Regions from separate parts of the Sus scrofa genome. Here region 2 is linked to region 1. Evidence: chromatin contacts called from public Hi-C data. All regions are on one chromosome and are shown on one strand. Each heading gives the region's core, a stretch centred on a gene start, on an enhancer-like site or on the middle of the called end of the contact. The rest is flanking DNA. Distances are from core to core; before and after follow the strand shown.

Region 1 (5,498 bases), core at 91-2,590:
CATACATGTGTATATACAAATAAATAAGAGATGAGTATATATGAAAAAGGAATTATCCAGAAACATGTCCAAGTGTTATTAATTTTACAAGAACAATTCAAAGTACAGGGTCACCTAGCAGAAGAACAATCTTGTTTGCGTGTTTCTGCTTTCCATTCTGATTTCTGACAAGCCATATTGTGTAAAGGTGATGGCTGTGACAAATTATCACTTTCAGAGTTCCCATTGTTGCACAGTGGAAACAAATCTGACTAGGAACCATGAGGTTGCGGGTTTGATTCCTGGCCTCACTCAATGGGTTAAGGATCCGGCGTTGCTGTGAGCTGTGGTGTAGGTCACAGATGCCATTCAGATCCCGTGTTGCTTTGGCTGTGGTGTAGGCTGGCAGCTACAGCTCCAGTTGGACCCCTAGCCTGGGAACCTCCATATGCCTCAGGTTGGGCCCTAAAAAGACAAAAGACAAAAATAAGTAAATGAACAAATTATCACTTTCATCTGGTAATTGCTACAGTGTCATAAAACTGCTTGTGCCCAACATGAAAGGTCTTGAAACATTATGTAAGGAAAGATATAAAGTTCTTCTTTCCCTAATTGACATCACTGTTGCTCCTTTAGGGTTTAATGTAGTCTAAGATATGAAATATAGCCTCTCCTAGTGAACCCTGCTAAAATGAAGCATCTTTACAACTGAGTACTCATCATTTAAAAGAAATGTATAGCCAGTCCCAAATCACATTGGTATAGTTAACTGAAAATGTTGTTCCTGTTAGTTGGCTTGCTTTTGGAATTCTGTGTTTATAACTAATATGAAATGGAATCGTGGGCTTGATGCTCATATTGTATATGAATAGCAAATGTCCATCTACCCATAAAAGCTCATGGAGAACACAATTCTTTATGCCTATGGAATGGGACAGGGGGGCACCAAGACATTAAAGCAGTGATGCTGCTGCTGATTGGTTGGTTTGTTTTTAACATGGTACCACATTCTAAACCAGGGCCAGTGTAGATTCACCCTTCTCATGCAGCAATGTTTATTTCCCAACAACCTGGTATTTTATAGTATTTAAGGATTGCCTTTAAAGTATTTCTGACATCATGGAATAGGTTTTTGGAAAATATCTTTTGCTAATGAAGATCTTTTTAAATTGTAGGCAGGATAGTTAAGATTATTTTATAGAGGATAAGGATATATCTTTAGAGCTCTCTGTTCTGAAATCTGGAAAATATTTTAGTAGCAGACTGATTTATAACTTTGGGGAACATGCATTACTTAGTCATCACTCAGAGCACTAGTCAACAACCACAGTATACAATTTTTCCTACCAGAACTGCCAACTGATTTGCCCTCCCTTTCTGTATCAGTAAAAAAAGAAACACAGATGACCTAGTGCTTCAGCTAAAAAAAACAGTTAGATGATTCCATTTACATCAGTTTGAAAAGTAGAATGGGGCCTATACACTGTAATAATGGAAACAAGAAGTATAATGATGGTAATTATAACAGTAACTGCAGCCAACATTTATTGAGCATTTACTGAGTACTAGGCATTATATCCTATATGCATAAGGTTAGTTAACCCTCACAACCACCATACTGGTAGTTGCCAGTATTTAACTTGTAGGGCAAAACTGAAACAGAAATTGAGGTGAAGAAGCTCAAAATTATTGGAACGTGGTTTGTGTGACTGAATAGCTTGCATTCTTTCTACTGTAACTTGATGTCTCCTATATTTATAATGTGACATTTAGTTAAAGCACCTTTGTAATAAGAGTGAGCTGGATGGTTTTCTTCAAGGAAAATTTTAAAAAAGCAAAAAGAGGCTAAATGGCCAGATCATGGAGAGATTGGAGTCGCAAGAGAAGTGTTTATGATGCAGCCTAAGATGACAGGGAGAGTAGGCACAGCCTGGGTGGGGGTGAGGAGAGGTGTTAAGCAAATAGAAAGAGATTAAGTTTCAAGAATCAGAGGTGAAGAGGATCTTAGACTGTCTAGTCAGAATATCCTTTTAGAAAAGGAACCTAGGACTCAGAAAGGCCCAGCACAACTTTCTGATCTTTTCTGATCTCTGCTTTTACTAATCAGGTAAGTGAAAAAGAAGCTTCAATATTAATTGTTAAAACAAATGACAATTAATATTCCAGTTGGAGACTACATATTAAAACCAGTTATGTTTAGGTAACATCTTTTCGGCTTACTCAGGCATGTAACTGAGTTTGTTATTGCTGATAATTTAATAGCACAAGTTCAGGCAGATGATAAAGAAGTTCAAGACATTAAGAAGTTAAGGGTAAGTCTTAACAGGAAGCACTGCATAAGAGAAAATACAAAACAAGGAAAGTAGTTTCTGTGCTTCTGTTTAGAATATACTTCACTGAGATTAAGCATGTTTAGAAAACACACTCTTAACCTGAAATATAACATCCATTATATAACATCATACAGATGTGTTGTTCTTATAGTAATAATAATTGCAAAAAGATACCCTAAGCACTTTGATTTCTATCATTTTTATACCAGCTTTTATTCTCTTACTAGAGTGTAACCTTCTTAAGGATATGGAATGTCCTGCACATAATAGAGAATCAGTATTGGTTAGGTTGAATTTTTGCGGAGGGGGGACTTTTTGTCTTTTTAGGGCCGTACCCCTGGCATATGGAGGTTCCCAGGGTAGGAGTCCAATTGGAGCTGTAGCCGCCGGTCTACACCAGAGCCACAGCAATGCAGGGTTCGAGCCATGTCTGCAATCTACACCACAGCTCAGGCAAAGCTGGATTCTTAACCCACTGAGTGAGGCCAGGGATCAATCCTGCATCTTCATGGATCTTAGTTGGGTTCGTTAACCGCTGAGCCATGAAAGGAACTCCGAGTTGAATATTTTTTTTTGTTTAAAAAATAAGCATAGTGTCCTACCATTATCTTCCCAGAGCATTATATATTATACTGATCAATATCTGTCATGGATCATTTATTTGATATGTATCTCAAATCACAGGACATTTCACTATGTGATTATGTAATTTTTTTTTTTTTTTTTTTTTGTCTTTTTGCCATTTCTTGGGTCGCTCCTGCGGCATATGGAGATTCCCAGGCTAGGGGTCCAATCGGAGCTGTAGCCACCGGCCTACGCCAGAGCCACAGCAACGCGGGATCCGAGCCGTGTCTGCCACCTGCACCACAGCTCACGGCAACGCTGGATCGTTAACCCACTGAGCAAGGCCAGGGATTAAACCTGCAATCTCATGGTTCCTAGTTGGATTCGTTAACCACTGCACCACGACTGGAACTCCAGATTATGTAACTTTTTTTAGTACTAGATAAACTCCCAAAAAGAAGTTGCTAACTTAAAGATGCTTTTACATGAGAAAATTCTTTGTTTTTTAGTTACACAGCATTAATAAATTTATCATGTAATTTTAAAGTTTTAACTTAATGTGCCAAAATTTAGTTATATTTATTATAATCTCTGCTGCTATATTATTTTTTAACACTAGTAGCTTTATTCTTTTTTGATTTTAAACAAATAATGATTTGGGGCAATCATTATTTGGTTTTGTTACCTGTTTTGTAAGCCAATTACTGGGTTGTAACCATGCAATAATTACCTTCACCTTTAAGTGGCACAAGTGTGCATATTTGAGACAACTTGAAATCAGACACTCCACTCCAATGTGACCTTGCCGTCAAGAAGTTTACAGTATTTATAGATAGATAAGAATAGTACACATGGAAAAATCTAAAAATTAGGATGAGAGTGTAATTACATGCTAGGTTTCCTGGTATACAGTATAAAATATTATCCTGAATTACGTTCCACAGTTAGGGATGTCTTCAGTCAAGAGAGATCATGTAGTATTGAAATACTTAGTTAAGGTGTCTTCAAGAACTGAATTCCCCTTGAACCTTAGAGACTATATGTGATTTGGATAAGTAGAAAAATAAGGATGGCTAAGGGCAAGAAAGGAAGAGAACAAGGAAGGGCACAGACTTTGGGCCAGAGTGAAGTTGAGGAGTCAGCTATGCAAAACCAATGTGACTGAGTTGAAGACCTGTGTTGTGGAGTAACAGACAATATTTAAGAAGGTTGTGCGGAGCCATTATTGTTGAAAAACTTAATTCCTGCCCACAAATAGTCATGTTTTTTATTTTTTTCCATTTTTAGATCTAGTCACTCAAGCAAACAGCTCATGTGTAAAGACTAAAACATATAGATATATTTAAGTTTGGGTGTTTTAGAATTCAAAGTAAAATAATCCATCTTTCAATCCATTTTTAGCTCATATGCCTAAATTCTAAATAGGAAGAAATGAAGGATACTAGCTTTCCACTAATATAGGGGATATAGGGTTAACCACTAAAAAAATAAGTAAATTCCCACTAGATAATTTGGATCAGCACACCTGATCAGAACTCTTCAGTCTATACTCAGGGATAGAGATCACTAACTTAACACCCAGATTACATATATAGTCCTCTGTTTGGCTTCCTCACTTTGGTCTATAGTAGTTCTCTATTATTCTGAGAAAGCTGGTGGTTTCCTAGGAAGCAGGAGAAGTATACTGATCATAAACAGTCTCCAATGCTGTTGTTAGACCATTTGAATGTCTGGGATTTTTTGCTTAGTACACAACTACCTACTGATAACTTAGCCTCTTCTTGCCTGTAGTGGCTGTATATAGCTGGGAAGTAAAGACGGCCAGCAGGAACCATCACATTGCATTTATCTTAATCGGTGAGCCTCCCCCAGGATTGCATTTTGATGACTTCCTAACAAACGGCATGTTCTAGGAGGCCAGGAAGAAAGGCAGACAAACTATTGGAATATTGGGTGCATTAAGTGCCATATACTCTGACCTTTTCACATGACTTATTGCTGGAAACTATTTATGAAATAGGATGAGACCTTTCTCTTATGTTTAAAAAAAAAAAAAAGGTGTAATTGGGAAGTAGGTCTTTGACATTTACTAGAATAATTTCTGAGATCTTTTATATTTCCCCAAATTTGCAGATATCTTTGTAGCATAGCAGTTGAGTCTCTTCTGAGGCCATTTTACAAAGAACAAAAAGCTTTTATCTGTTTATGGTGATGAATAAAATATAACAAAAACTAAAGGATATTTGGATACTGATCAGTGGGAAAGCACACGGATCAACGAAATGACTTGGTGTCCTAGTCATTTCTGTTAGGCAGAAATGATTCAAATTTGCCTTAGAAAAATTGTATATGACCCCATCTTAAAAACCTTTGGAGTTAACATCGAATCTTTGAATGCCATGCTTTTAGATCATAAATAGAAGTTATTATTTTTTCCTTTGTTGATTTTCATTTTCTTTCTCTTTGTCATAGCAAAAATTTTGAGATGCTCACTTGAGACAGATCTTGTCATTGTGTTTAATGAAGAAAATCATGACAGCCTTAGTGAAAAAATGATAGAAGCCCTGTATTCTGTCCATAAGACAACCATCTAATATTTATCAAATACCTGCCATCTGCAGG
Region 2 (4,966 bases), core at 1,630-4,129, 160 kb before region 1:
TTTATACCTGTATCTTTCCCTCTCAAGAGTCAGCATGAAGAAGTACCATCCACTTGGTCATTTAGCAGGAAAAATGCACTTGACTGTGTTCCAGGATGGTCAGGATCACCTGTACAAATAGGCAGACAGGTGAGGAGGTAGCAGCACAGCCTGGGAAACCAGGTGCCCCCATCCCAGCTCCATTGTGACCTGCACTTCACTTTTCCTGTCCAGAAAATTATTTATCTTTATGCAAGAACTGCAGTGCTACCCACTTGCAGCTGTGCTGGGAAAAGTCAGGAATAATGTTGATAAAGCATCTGGCCTCAGAGTTCCCGTCATGGCGCAGTGGTTAACGAATCAGACTAGGAACCATGAGGCTGCCAGTTCGATCCCTGGCCTTGCTCAGTGGGTTAAGGATCCGGCATTGCTGTGAGCTGTGGTGTAGGTCGCAGATGTGGCTCGGATCCCGCGTTGCTGTGGCTCTGGCGTAGGCTGGCAGCTACAGCTCCGATTCGACCCCTAGCCTAGGAACCTCCATATGCCCCGGGAAGCAGCCCTAGAAAAGCAAAAAGACAAAAAAATAAATTAAAGCATCTGGCCTCGTAAGCCACCAAATTGGAGTCTTTTGCAAGTGATGCTCTGATGACCTCATCTGAAAGCTTCTGTGTGCGCTGGGTGCTTGGAGCAGAGTAAGATGAGTCAGGTGCCAGCCCACTTCTTTTCCAAGGACCAACGTCAGCTTTGTTTACCTTTGAAGCCCCAGGTATGGTTGAGCTTGAAAGTCCCTGGGAGGGTTAGGCCATTTGTCCAGCTCCATCATGAGCTTTGTGAAGTGGGAGGCAGAGGTGCTAGTGTGTGCACCAAGGCCTCCTCTAAAGCTCACCCCCTTTTCTCTTTGACTTGCCCTGATACCTTCAAACCCCAACACCTACCTCCCAATTATGTTCATCTCTGTTTGCTCATCTCTCCAGTCCCTCTCCCTGGTAACTCTGACTTCTCCCTCTGATCTCTCTGTCTTCCCCTTTTTTCTTCTCCTCGATGATTGGGTGGCTAACAAAACCAGGGAGACATGCAGTGTTATACATGCAGCAGGCTGGAACCACCTTCCCATGGCTGCAGCAAGCTTCATGATACTGCAGTGCCAGGCGTGGGGTTTCTGCAGGGCTGACAGAGGAAACAGCCCACTTGACCCAGCTCAGAAGGAGATGGAGCTGTAAGAACTGCATCATTAAGAAATTGACTCACGGAGTTCCCTTCGTGGCTTAGCGCAAATGAATCTGACTAGTATCCGTGAGGATGTCGGTTTGATCCCTGGCCTCGCTCAGTGGATTAAGGATCCAGTGTTGCTGTGAGCTCTGGTGCAGCTCGCAGATGCAGCTGGGATCCTGCATTGCTGTGGCTGTGGCCGGCAGCTACGCTTCTGATTCAACCCCTAGCCTGGGAACTTCCATTTAAAAAAAAAAAAGAAAGAAACTGACTCACAAATTGCTGTTGCTAGGTAGAGCCTTTGAGAGAAGAGACCTCAGACTGCAGTAGTGACCATAAGAATTTATGTATCTGCTCGCCCTCTTTCTGCCTCACACACCTGAGTTGGCCACAGGGTTCCCTGGTCATAAGGACAGCAAAGGAGTCCCAGAGACACAGGATATTGGCAGTATTCCAGAACAGTCTGGCCCTCTCCTCTTGCTTCTATTCCCAATAAGGTTTACGAAGCTTAATAAGGCTTAGAGGAAGCTTGCAAATAAGTTCTAGGCTCAAAGAGTGGCACTCCTTTTCTCTGGGCCCAAGAAACTCTCCAGGTTGAAAAACCAATGAAATTGGCATGCCTCACTGCCTGCTGACCACAGATAACTGTTCAGTCTCAGCAGGTGGGTGAGTGCAGTTGCAAAGGATTGTGGGAGTAAATAGAGCAGGTATCTAGATACGGTGACCTGTGGGTTCAAAGGCTCTTGTTTTCTTCCCAGTTCCTCCTCTGACTCTCTCCATGACCCTAAACATTGTTGCCTTTTTCTGTGTCTTGGTCTCCCTGTTTATAAGACAGGCTTGTAACGAGGAGAAACCAATACATAATTGGAAAAAGAAAATGCTATGTAAATAATATTAGAGATTCCCCTGCTGTTTGCTTGACAGCAGTTCACTTAGAAAGTTCAAAATCTTTTTGATCTGAGATGAGAGGGACCAGCTGCTGCGAGATGAAGTCTGATTTAATCCAGAGTTAACTTTCCAGAAGATCTTTGTAGATAATGCGTGATGCTTCTTTGTAGTCTCAATGCAGGACCAAGGTGGAGAAGATGATTTGTGGCATTGCTAACAATTGTAAACGATCATTTCTGATCAAACCATTTTCTTCTTTCTGTCTCGTTTATGTTTCCCATGTACATCATGCTGTAAAGATTCAAGGGACCATTCCCTCTGAAGAGGGACTTCTGACCTCCCAAACGCCATTCATGCTATGTATTTAAAGAATAGTGAGACGTGATGGTTCCATATAGCAGAAGCTTTGCAAAATTGGGAATGGAAAGTATTCTCAGCATTTATGACTCCCTACTTCAAGGGACATTAAGATAACGTGACTCAGGGAACCAATATGGAGAAGGGCTGTTTGGGGGGCCGTGGCGGGGTAGGGGTCACACAACGTACTCACTGGACCACATACAACTGTCTCCCGGCCATCCTCCCTCACGTCTCCCCAGCCAGATTGGAGCAGCCTGTGGAAAAAATTCCTGTCTATTTTCAGAAACAGATAAAAGCATTCAGATTATGCAGTGCAAATCTCAGCCTGAAAGCGGCTGGAAAAATCTGTTCCTTGCCACTGTCACTGACCCCCCTGACCCCTTCAAGTAATGACATTCAGGCCTGCTTCCCCTCCCCTCTCCTCGCCCCTACCCGTACAGACTGACCCTTCCACCGCCCATCTGCTTCTTGTCTGCACAGTCAGAGCATTCATGCCTCTGAGAGCTGGAGACAAGGGAATTGAAGTTGATAGAAAAAAAAAAAATTAATCAGCTGGTTCAAGGAGAAGTCAGGGTTAAATCCAGGTTTCTTTTTATCAGGGTTTTGGAGGGAGCCTAGTTCCAGGGCTCCCCGGTCCAGTCCCCGACTCCCTACCCAGGGCTCACAGAGAGGAGCCTCCGTCTCAGACAGGCACGCCAGCCTCATTTGCTAACAAGATCCTCCCTGGGGAGAACAATATTCTATCCTGGGCAAAGCTGCCCGAGACCAGATGTCTCCGTGTCCTGATCTCCCCCAAGCATAAGAGGTTTGGGAACACTGACTAGTTCATCAGACTGGATCTTTGGTGCAGGGATTATTCCGGCTTTAGGGAAAAGCCTGTTCAGAGACGCCTCTACTGTCCAGTGCACTCTTATTGCAATGAATCAGTTATGCTCTGAAGATGCGCAATTGTAAACACAATAAACCAGGCTTATGCTTAGTGAATCAGGGAGCAAATAGCAGGGAGGACCATTCGGTTAACTGTTCATCTGGGCAGCAGTGGGGGTCTCAGGGATCCATGCCGAAATTTTCTTTCTTTCCAGAACGCTTTGGGTTTAGCCCTGCTCACTGAATAATTCATTAAGCACCAAACTCCTCCTATAAGAGTACTTGTTTCGAGTCCTGGTTTTCCCACTTCCACACAAAACAATGGGTTCACAATCCAAATAGAAGCCAAACAAAGCAGCCGCTGAAGGAGCCAGATGGGCTGACTCTTCCTGAGGGAATAGGATGGGTCTCTTGTTTCCTCCCTGGCATCGTCCTCTGGGTGCACCAGAGGGAGGGCAGCGCTGGGGTGAAGAAGCCACCAGTCGAGCAAGGACGTTTTCAAGAGGGAACAAGGGCCCATCCGTCCAGCAGGATGGAGCCATTCATTGCACCCAGGAGGGGCTCTTGGATTGGAGGGACAGAGGGCAGGAGCAGAGCAGCTGCCAAATAGACTCCAGGTGCTCAGACAACCACAGGGGGTAGGGGTGGGGATGTGGACGGAGCAAGGAACCTGGGGGACCCTGCTAAACTCCACCCAGGCTCAAGATCCACATTTTCGTTTGAAGGCTCATATTCTGCAAAGCAAGAACCTAGGATCAAAGGCCATGGTTGTGATGTTTAATAAAAAGCAGTGGCAGAACACTAGAAGGGAAAAATCATAGCTCAAATCATACCATCTGGTACATCTTTGAATGCTTTATACAACTCCAGGCCTTTATTCAGCTGGTCCCTCTGCCTGGAATGTACCACCTTCTCTGCTTGTCAGACTCCTACTGATTTTATTATTATTATTGTTGTTGTTGTTGTTGTCTTTTTAGTTCCACACCCATGGCATATGGAAGTTCCCAGGCTAGGGTTCAAATCGGAGCTACACCTTCCTCCTATGCCACAGTCACAGCAATGCAGGATCTGAGCCATGTCTTCGACCTACACCACAGCTCATGGCAATGCCAGATCCTTAACCCACTGAGCGAGGCCAGGGATGGAACCTGCCACCTCATGGATGCTAGTCAGATTCATTTTCACTGAGCCAGGATGGGAACGCCTCCTACTGATCCTTAAAAACCCAGCTGAAATATCTCCTCTTCTGCAAAGCTTTGCAATATTCCTCAGGCAGGAAAAAAAATCACATCTTCCTTTGTACTCCAGCAGAATCATCTCTCTCCACTGTGATGCTTATTATCTTCTGATTTGTGTTCTCATTAGTGAAGTATGTGTCTGTGTCCTCCAACTGGGTGTGAGCATCTTGAGGACAGAGCCTGGGTTTTATTCAGATTTTTTGCCACCCATTCCCAAATCATGTCCTTACCATCACCGTGGAGTCCCAAACACCAGCTTAAATCCAGAGCAGTGATGTGTAAGGGACTCTCATCATTCTTTCTAATTTTTTTTTTTGACAAAATTTATGTAACATAGGAGTTCCCGTTATGGCTCAGCAGGTTATGAACCTGACTAGTATCCTTGAGGATGCTGGTTAGATCCCTGGCCCTGCCCATTGGGTTAA

The links. Hi-C and Micro-C count contacts between places; a contact is called where the count stands out from the background.
Region 2: a Hi-C map of skeletal muscle shows a contact between it and region 1, with 3 times the contacts expected there. The contact joins two enhancer-like sites. A contact is called at or near these places in 2 of 47 Hi-C or Micro-C datasets (heart right ventricle and skeletal muscle).

Annotation. Positions count from the first base shown.
Region 1 is chr3:108,758,198-108,763,695 of Sscrofa11.1, reverse strand. The region is part of intron 4 of LCLAT1 (lysocardiolipin acyltransferase 1); the gene reads left to right. Among named protein-coding and RNA genes, the nearest start is that of LCLAT1, 53 kb to the left of the region's middle. Within about 2 kb of position 1,340, at least 2 of the 83 cell types and tissues checked have an H3K27ac peak or open chromatin away from gene starts, as enhancers often do. A contact at or near this core is called in skeletal muscle, where this site is marked.
Region 2 is chr3:108,920,209-108,925,174 of Sscrofa11.1, reverse strand. No RefSeq gene overlaps it. Among named protein-coding and RNA genes, the nearest start is that of LCLAT1, 110 kb to the right of the region's middle. Within about 2 kb of position 2,879, at least 29 of the 83 cell types and tissues checked have an H3K27ac peak or open chromatin away from gene starts, as enhancers often do. A contact at or near this core is called in skeletal muscle, where this site is marked.